Regions from separate parts of the Gossypium hirsutum genome. Here region 2 is linked to region 1. A link is a contact called in public Hi-C data. All regions are on one chromosome and are shown on one strand. The core of a region is the stretch at or near the end of the contact, and the rest is flanking DNA. Distances in the headings are between cores, read along the strand shown.

Region 1 (4,834 bases), core at 1,251-3,750:
TTTCAGGAGGAATGGACGGCAACATCATCCGAGTCCCGAAATATGAGATAAATATTTTTTAGTGAAGAGAGGTTAGAACTGTTAGACAGCAAAATAGAGGAAAATTTAATGAATAAACTGTACTAATTGGCTAAACCAAAAATTCTGGAAATTTTATGGAAGAAATATATATGAATCTAGTTTCAAGGAAAATTAACGAAACTAAATTTGGAGTTTTTTAGCTTCAGATATGAATGATTTAGTAACTGTAACTCGATAACACAGCTTAACCTGAACATGTGTAATTGTACAATTATAGTGTTTTATCTTGAAAAGCGTGGTAGTAATTGCTTATTATTTTCATATGAACTTACTAAGCGTAAAGCTTGCCCATCCTCTCCATTTCTTTAGTATTGGCAGGTCGGCTCAAGGTTGGAGATCGTCGGAGGCAAAATCACACTATCAAACTATCATTTTTGGGAGAATTAATTCAAATATTAGAAATATCAAGTGAGTGGCATGTATAGGAAGCTGGTTTGTGATATGTATTTTTATTATGATTTTGACTATACGTATCAGTCTGCATTGAATTATCGTATATGATCATGAGATGTGGTCCTTATCCATTATGGTTTATAAGTTTAATTAATCGTGCCATGTCCTATGTTTTGATGTAATGATATATTAACTTTGTTTGTTATGCATGTGTTCGCAAAGTTTTGAATTAAATGAAATTTTATGGCCCGGTTTTCATCTATGTGTATTGTTAAGTCTGGTAATGCCTCGTACTCTGTTTCGGCCTTGAATACGGGTAAGGGGTGTTACAACCTGTGTCATCTATGCATTGACAACTATAATTAGTTTATCATCTATGCATTGACGATCAAACTCATGAATCAAATGAAAATTTTATATTTGACTAGAGCTTCGTCTTATTGATTTTCTCACAACTTTTAATTATTGCTTTCTTTGCTAAGTTTAAATTAAGTTTTTCTATTTTCTATTTTTTTAAAAATTCCCTATCATCTTTATTTTGTTTATTTTTATTTAGGAAATAAAATTATCATTGGTCTTTATAGATTCGACTTTATTCACTATTGTTTTCTATAAGTTTATTTTTGAATAGAAATTGATTTTTGAACAATCCTACAAATTTTGCCTATTGCTAGGGACTGATATTAATAATTTTATTTCTTTTCATTATCCTTAGCATTCGATCATGATTGCATATTGACAATATTTGGAATTCAAATAGGAGTTTCCAAGTAGAGCGAATGAAACAAAAAAACTTTTTTTTTTTTCTTGAGAATCAAATTTCTGAACTAACCTCTTTTATCCGACAATTAGTTGCACCGATATATATTCCACATTTCAGAAAGACTCGTATGAATTTAGGAATACAATTGGAAGAAATCTCAATTAGTGGTAATGGAGATATGATCCATATTCTAATACATACAATCATGAATGGAAGGATACTTTACTTGAGTTGAAAATATCAAAATTGACCTAAAACAAAAAGAAAGTTATATATTTCAAGGCAATTTTTGATTGCATAAACCATACTAACAACTCCAATGTTTTTAAATTAAATGAAGATTGAAGTAAAGTCATAGCTAAAAATTACTACTTAATTATATTTGACTATTGTGGTTTGTTTGTACTTTGGGAGCAAGATAGAGATGCCAGTTTCTTATGGATGAATCAACTCTGTTTTTATATGCTTTGATTACAATTTACGACAAACATCAATTGATTAATTCTAGAGTTAAAACAAAAAAGAAGGCATATTCGAACACGGGAGTTAATTGAAAATATCGAAAAAAATTTCATATTTTGAGTTTATTGAATCGAGTTATTTAAATTATTCGAGTCAGTTCGAATAATTCGATTTCACACTTCAAATAATTCAAATAACAGATTGGTATAAATATCCTTTTAGTTATTATCAACTTTAAAAATAAGCAAATTAGTTTCTATCTCAACAAAATTACAAAAAATTAAATTAAATTAAATTTAAAATATTTATAAAAAATTCAAAATATATATTTAAAATTAAAAAATTTAAAATTTTAAAAAATTTCTAAAATAATAATTTTTATTTAATTAATTATTCAAATTTATCATATTCAATTCAAATATCTTAGTTTTTATTATTTTACTTTGAATATTTTTTAAATATATGTAATTTTAAATATATGTGTTAACCCATATAATAACTTGATAATCAATAGTATTTATCACCTCAAATATGATCTGAATTTAAATTTAATTTTTTTTAATTTAACTCAAATTTATTCACAGATTCAAATCTAGAAAGAAACTGAGTATGCAGATACTGTTAACCTTGGGTTGGGATTCGGGAGCCTCAACAGCACCAATCATAACGTAGCAGCAGTTGAGTGAGGAGAGGAGCGTCAAACAGCGCGTGAAAAAGGAGCGTGGTGCTTTAATCAATCACAATCTCCTGTATAGGTAAACGTCCCTATAAGCCAATAGCTTTTGCTTCCTCTTTCCCTTAACTGACATTCAACAAAAACAGTAAAACAAACAAAAGTAAGAAAATATATAAAAGAAAGCGAGCTTCTCAAAAAAAGAAGAAAATATAAGAAAGAGAGACTCGGCCTTAGGGAACCTGAGCAGTGAGCATTGATAGAGAAGAAAAAGAACCTCAGCTCCAAGAGAAGCTTTAACTTAACCAACCCTGTTTGGTTTTGGGTTTTCCAGGGTTCATTATTTCCAAGCCTTTTACATTTGTTCTTTTTCCTGAAAATATTAACTGAAGCTAGCTATCTCAAGGACTACCATCCATCCTTCAGGTAAAAACTAAAAATCCAGCTCTGTTTTCTCCTTATCCTTTCTGTTAAACATGTATGTTTCAGGTTATATTTCATTTTTCAGCAATGTAAATTTCTAGTGGTGTTCATGTTCCTTTAGTTCCTTCATCAGAAAAGATTGTTTCTAAATGTGTTTAAAAGTGAGTAGGTTTTGCTTTATGTTAACAATTATATCTATCTCTCTTGCTCTTCAGACCCTTTTTCCCTGCTTGCCTTTTTTATATATCCTTGAAACTATGTCTTCTTCAAGTTCATCTACTCCTTCATTAAGCATTGTTCATTTAATTCTTTCTTCCATGTTTTATTTTCAAAGTTATCAAGCAAAATTTGGGGAAGATAAACGAGATTTTCATGGAGTTATAGAGCTTTTTGGTCTTAAATTTGCAGGAGAAAATGGAAATATAGGAAAAAGTAGTTTTATTGGATTGGTTGAGTACACCCCACTGCCACATATTTTCATTAAGAGCATAATGTTTCAGTTTTTTGGTCCAATAAGTAATGTAAATAAACAAATTTTAATTCCAAACTGAGTACAAGCAGTCCCTCATGGATTATTAATTTACTTCGTTCATTTCTAGCTGGTCCTTTGTGGTTTCAATAATGTGGGTTCTTCTTTTTTGATCGTTGGTTTCAATAATGTGTTGTGTAGCATATCTTTCACTAGAGAGACAGAGTGAAAAGATGGTTTTTTTTTTTAAAATAATCTCATCATATTTGCTCTTTTTTAGACAATGCCTAGAACTATCCATAACCCCTCCTTAACTCATGATAATACACCTCAGCGCGCTCGAATCCACATATGGCAACTTTATTTTTCCTTTCATTTTAAATTAGGTCATTTTGGTTCTGGTTGGTAGTAGTGGAATTAGTTTCTGTGGAGTTTCTTCGAAGGAATTGTATTTGATTGTTTGTTGGTTAAGGCTTGATATACATTCCAGCTTGCACAACCTCTACATCTATAATATCAGAATCTACCCAATGTAGCTTCTCAATCCATGATTTCTTTGCAGCTTGTGTGGGTCAAGTCGGGTTTGAAGCAAGGCCCTTTTACCAGTTCAAGGGGATATATAAATCATGCAGACCCCAAAAGCAAGGTAAGATCCTCATTAGTTGCTCGGTATATTGTTAAACCCCTTTTTCACCCCCTTTGAAGTAGGGCAGTTTTTAGTTGTTTAGCTTGTGCTTGAAAAAATGGTTGCAACATTAACTTCTTTAAGGTGGGTGACTGCTTAGCTATGAAGTTGTTAGTAAGCTATCTATCCGCCCTGCATTATGATTGGTTATATAGAAAGTTGTAAAAGTAGTTACAACCTCCTGAAAGAACCTCTTGTATGATGTAATAGTAGTCATCGACTAGAAGCTTCATTGATGTTTTTTTTAATTGTATTTTCATTGTTTTTGGCAGTAAAACAAGCCCCCTAGAAGTGCCTCAGAGAAACTCTTCTGCTACACCTCGAACTTCTCATCAAATGAAGATATCAGGATCTGATGCTGACACGGTCTCATCCCCAAATCCTGCAAGTAAGACACCCAAAGATAGAAGTCCGAAGGTTACTGAGCGTAAAGCATTGAGAAGCCCGGTATCTGAGGTATTCTTTGGTCACTTATGAATGGTTAAGACTAGGATGATGCTTACCGTAATGAAATCTGCAAATTGTTTTCCGTTATTACCGGATAGTTGTCTATTTTTACTTCTCCACTTGATTACTCGCACTGACAAAATGTCCAAATGTTTGGTGTGAGCTCTAGAAAAAGCGTGGAAGCCGAGTGACCGAACTGGAAGCGCAACTCTGTCAACTTCAGGATGATCTAAGAAAGACCAAGGACCAACTGACTGCTTCCGAGTCATGGAAGAGGCAAGCCATGCAAGATGCTGAGGAGGCTAAAAAGCAGCTATCAGAAATGTCAGCCAAGCTTGAAGAATCCGAACAGCAGTTGCTGGAAATTTCTGTCTCTGAGGATGGTCGGGTTCAAGAACTCCGTAAGATCTCACAAGAACGAGATAGAGCATGGCAGTC
Region 2 (4,834 bases), core at 750-3,249, 570 kb after region 1:
AATTGTTTCTTCTAGATCTATATGGATAGTTAATCTTTCAATCCACATCATCATGTATTATGTCCCTCTCGTTGATAAAACTCACACCCTAACTTTACAAAACTCTTTCTTTCCTTTTTAACATTCTTTAAAAATATTTGCTTAAACTAAAACTAAGTTATCATTAAAAATTTTTAGTATTGTCTATTTCATTTCATTTTATTATTATTTTTTGAATAATTTCATTATAAATTCTGATTATATCTGCTCTTTTTAACACAATGTATAAAATTACCCATAGCCCGTACCCAACCCCATAAATAGGAGTATATTGTACTTCAGGTCACTCGAACCCACATCCTCCTACATTAACAACAATGCCCATATCAATCAAGCTAAGACTCAATCAGCCTATTATATTTTATTTTATCCAATCTAGTCTTTGATAACAAGTAGAGAAAAAATATCAACAAATTGCAAAATTAAGGAGTACCAAATTATATTCATTTTTTGTTTTAGTTGTCTAATTAACCTTTTAAAACCATATCTTATTTTTTATTTAATATTTTAAGCATAAAATAATTTATATTATTTTTGGTATTTAATTATAGGCTTAATTCACTATTTGAACTCTAAAGTATACCTGTTTTCTTACTTTAGTACTTAAATTTTTTTTATCTCAATTTAGTACTAAAGTATTAATTTCCTCTACTTTTAGTCTATTTTGTAATGGCTGTTAAAAAATCTATTTAGCAATTTTGGCCAACGGGAAAGTACCATGTTGTATATTTTGACCAATAAAAAAAATACCACATGATAATTAGATTTATTTAAAATAAAAATATTAAATTTAAATTAAAAATATAAATTTATAATATTAAATATTTAAATATTAAAAAAGACTATTTATTTTGATAGATCTATGGTCGATGTTGACTGGGCGAGTGACACCATTAAAACACACTTGTTCTTTTTTATTTTTTAATGTTATATATATTATATTGATTATAAATCTAAAAAATATATATAATATATATAACTTTGTTAAAAGTTTAAAATAATTTTTTTATAAAATTTTAAAATATATAATTAAAAATTTTTAAAAATTTCAAAATAATATATAAAAATTAATTTAAATTTATAAAAAAATATATTTTAGAATTTTATAAAAAATATTTTAAACTTTTTTAAAAAATTATATATGTTATATATGTTTTTTTACATTTATAATCAATATAACATATAATATTTTAAAAGATTTAAAAAAAAAAGGACACATGATGTGTTCTAATAGCGTCATATGGCCAGTAAATGTTGGTCAATAGCCCATCAACAATCGATCAAAGTTAAAAATGTTTTTTAGCATTTAAATATTTAATATTATATTTTTAATTTTTCTTTTAAATTAATTGTTTTTATTTTAAATAAATTTAATTGTCACATAGCACTTTCCTATTGGCCAAGGTTGTTTAATGGATTTTTTAACTGTCATTACAATTGGACCAAAAAATAGAGCAAACTAATACTTTAGATACTAAATTGGGACAAAAAAATTAAATATTAAAATAAAAAATAGATATACTTTAGGGGTCAAATCGTGAATTAAGCCTTAATTATGTTGTTATATATTTAAATTTCATAAGATATATATAATAATAGATTTTAAAATTGAAAAACTAATCAACTTAGACTCTAAATTTTAAATATTAGAGTTTAAGCACAACTCATATTTTAAGCAAATATAAATTTTACATAAACTTTTTTTATTACAATATTAAAGTTAACGATGAAATAACATAATTTGAACTTATACCAAATAAATATTTAACAAAAATTTTAAATATGCTTTCTATTCAAATAAAACACTTGCACTCATTTATTTTATACTTAATATTTATATGCATGTATCAAAAATATTCAAACCCTACTAAATATTCAAGATATCATTTTATTATTTAAAATGATATTATCAATTAGGTTATTATATTTATATATTTAAAAACAATATTTGTACTAAATTTAAAATTGATCCAACTAATCAACCAAAAAAAAAAAAATCTCAATCTGTACAAACCGGATTTAGCAAGGCCGGCAGCTCTCATAAGGGAAAATATCGCAACGCTTTCCCATTTATCGCAAAGAAAAAGATACGGCGAGCCTCTTCCTCGCCCCTTCTATATTCTTTCACGTAACCCTACTTACCTACCAACCAGCCAACCAACCAACTAATCCGATGGCAGCCACCACCCAGAAACCCGTCGCCGTCGCAACCTCCACCCCCACCCCCACGACTCCTGCATCCGTCACTCTCGCCGCCATTTCATCTGCAGAACCAAACCCTAAGAAGATCGTGTCATCCTCCTCGGATAAGTCTGATCCTCCTAATGCTGAAGGATCTCTGAAGGAGAATGGGGGTTCGAAGACCACCGGGACTACTGTGGGCTCGGTCGTCGGGGATGAAAGCGGTCCCGTTAACGATATCCAGAAGAAGATTCGCCGAGCTGAGCGGTTCGGCGTACCTGTACAGTTGTCCGAGCAAGAGAAGCGTAATTCTAGGGCCGAGAGGTGAATTCTTCAATTTTCCCCCTTTTTTTTGTTTTAGGTATTATTTATGTTTTTCCTTTTGGTTTGTACCTAGTTGACGAACATCTCTGAAGGGAAAATTTTCTTTTTCGATTTATTTCTAAAAAAGAACTATTCTGATGTTATTGTTTAAACGCGATTGTCGATTCATTGTGCGCTGAGAAGTATAGATTAACACTCTTGAGTTTGTTTATTGTTTTGATTGTTTGGAATCTCTTAGCAGTGCATAATTTTCTAATTTATTCTCTTTCTTTGATCAATCTATCCGTTTGTTCTCTAGAAATTAGTCTAACCCCTTTGTAATCTTACCTAGTTGCCTTGATAAGCATGCCTGTGTTTTTGGCTCATTATAATGTTCTGTTGGGTTTTCATTTAATTTTTTATGGTAAAGGTTTAGTAACAGTAGTTGTGGATGTTGAACCCCATTCCTTGAGTTTTCTTTGTGTTTGTTGATTTGTGAACCAAACATGTCTCAGGTTTGGCACTGCACCCAGGCCAAATGGATCAGAAGCATCGAAGCAATCAGAGGAGGTGAAGAGGAAGGCTAGAGCTGAGAGGTTTTTTGTCCATACCACCTTTACCCAATGATGATATTACTCGGAGTTGCATTTAATCTATTTATTAATTCTTTTTGTGGGTTCTCAGGTTTGGGCTTGCTGTACCCTCTACAACTGTTGATGAGGAAGAGAAAAGGAAAGCTCGTCTTGCCCAATTTGCACCATATTCCAAACCTGACACCATTGAAGGAGAAAAAAGAAAAGCAAGGGCAATCAGGTACATTCCAATGCTAAAGAACTGCTTCTTACATTGTTAGAGATCTATAAATGCCTATAGAAATCACTATTGACAAAGGTTTATGCATGTTGAGGTTGGAATTTGATTTTTTTTCCTCTGGTCTTTCCAGGTTTTCTGATCCCCTGTCAACTTCTTTAGCACAGGTAAATCACAAGGGGAATATTGAACCAGTAAGGGTTTAGTTTAGATGTTTCTCTGGCAAAGTTGTTGGATCATAGAAAATCCAGTGTTTTAAGGTGTATACATTTTTTTACAGGAGGCTCCTGTTGCTGGAAAGGCTGTTGGAGGACTCTAAATAGAAATTACCATAGTTAGAAGGTATCTTTGGAGATATGCATTGCTTTAATCATGTATATATCTGCGTCTGTGTCAGAAATATACTTGTTTAAATATGTCTATATCAGTTAACTTAGAGGTCGCATTATTATTTTCTTTTCCTTTTCAGGTCTAGTGTCCTAACAGCTTGTGATTCGCTTAGCAGCTTCCTTACAATGTTTTATTTCTAACATCAAAATTTAAGATGCAATACTCTTATCTCCAGATGAATTTCTAAAGAATTGGCAATGTTCTTTTGGCAGTTTGGAAGGCGTTTTACAGTGCCTATTCATTTGGTGAGGCCTATTGGAATCAACAACCACCTGGAGTGTTAACCTCCCTTAAATCTTACAAAAAGCATTAGAAATTCTGGAGTAATGGCTATAAATTTTCTACTTTCCCGGTTAGATAATTTAGTTGAGAAAGTATGGGGGTGGTTATTAGATTCATCCTAACAATTAATGAGTTTATTTATTTGCTGTTGTAACAATTGGGCAGCATCTTATACTGTTTTAAGTTGCATAATATGATCAAGTGTGAGACAGCAGTAGTATTCAAAATTGAGTCCGACATCCATTTCCATAGTTAAAATAGCAAATGGCTTCTTAGGAATTCTTGAGCTCTGTTTCTCATTTCCTATTCTCTAGATGAAAAGATATTTGCATCCTTTTTTCTGCTTTTAATATGTTGGACAATTGATGAACTTAGATGCCTTCAAGCAAACATGGATAACTTGTTTTCTGCATTTAGATTAAAAAGTTATTAGAAAGGCTGCAGTGTGGGAGTTTATCAGGAGGCTTATCTATAGACAAATTAGATTGTTATTGTTCATTCGGTCTGTCATCTTCTTGTTTTTGTTCCTTCTAAAATAGGGTTGACCCAGTTTTTTAAAAAGAAATAAAAACCAATTTTCAGGTATGTGCATGAGCATGCATGTTAATTCACCCGATGGTTGCAGGACTGCATGCATTTGTTTGCATGTTTGTATGCATATGTTTGCTCTGTGATGAGACTGCTGGCTGAAATGGCATTAATTCAACTTAGCTAGTATCTTCCCAATATAAATTGTCCATGCAATGTTGTTAGGATATTTTACAAGTGCTGTTCACAGCATGATCATTAGAGAAATGATGAAAATTGGGAATGGTTTGATAATATGAAG

Evidence for each region. A called contact is a pair of places that touch in the nucleus more often than the background predicts.
Region 2: a contact with region 1 is called in a Hi-C map of leaf, with 2.1 times the contacts expected there. The contact joins the promoter of LOC107948341 here to the promoter of LOC107947797 in region 1. A contact is called at or near these places in 3 of 34 Hi-C or Micro-C datasets (callus and leaf).

Annotation. Positions count from the first base shown.
Region 1 is chrA04:69,127,683-69,132,516 of Gossypium_hirsutum_v2.1, forward strand. LOC107947797 (interactor of constitutive active ROPs 2, chloroplastic) reads left to right here and starts at 2,501. Exons shown (of 4, transcript XM_041111093.1): 1 at 2,501-2,798; 2 at 3,827-3,910; 3 at 4,222-4,405; 4 at 4,566-4,834. The coding sequence starts at 3,891.
Region 2 is chrA04:69,694,978-69,699,811 of Gossypium_hirsutum_v2.1, forward strand. It overlaps LOC107948341 (protein MODIFIER OF SNC1 11), which reads left to right and starts at 2,000. Exons shown (of 6, transcript XM_016882848.2): 1 at 2,000-2,544; 2 at 3,039-3,119; 3 at 3,208-3,336; 4 at 3,467-3,500; 5 at 3,614-3,675; 6 at 3,803-4,355. The coding sequence starts at 2,213. The coding sequence ends at 3,652.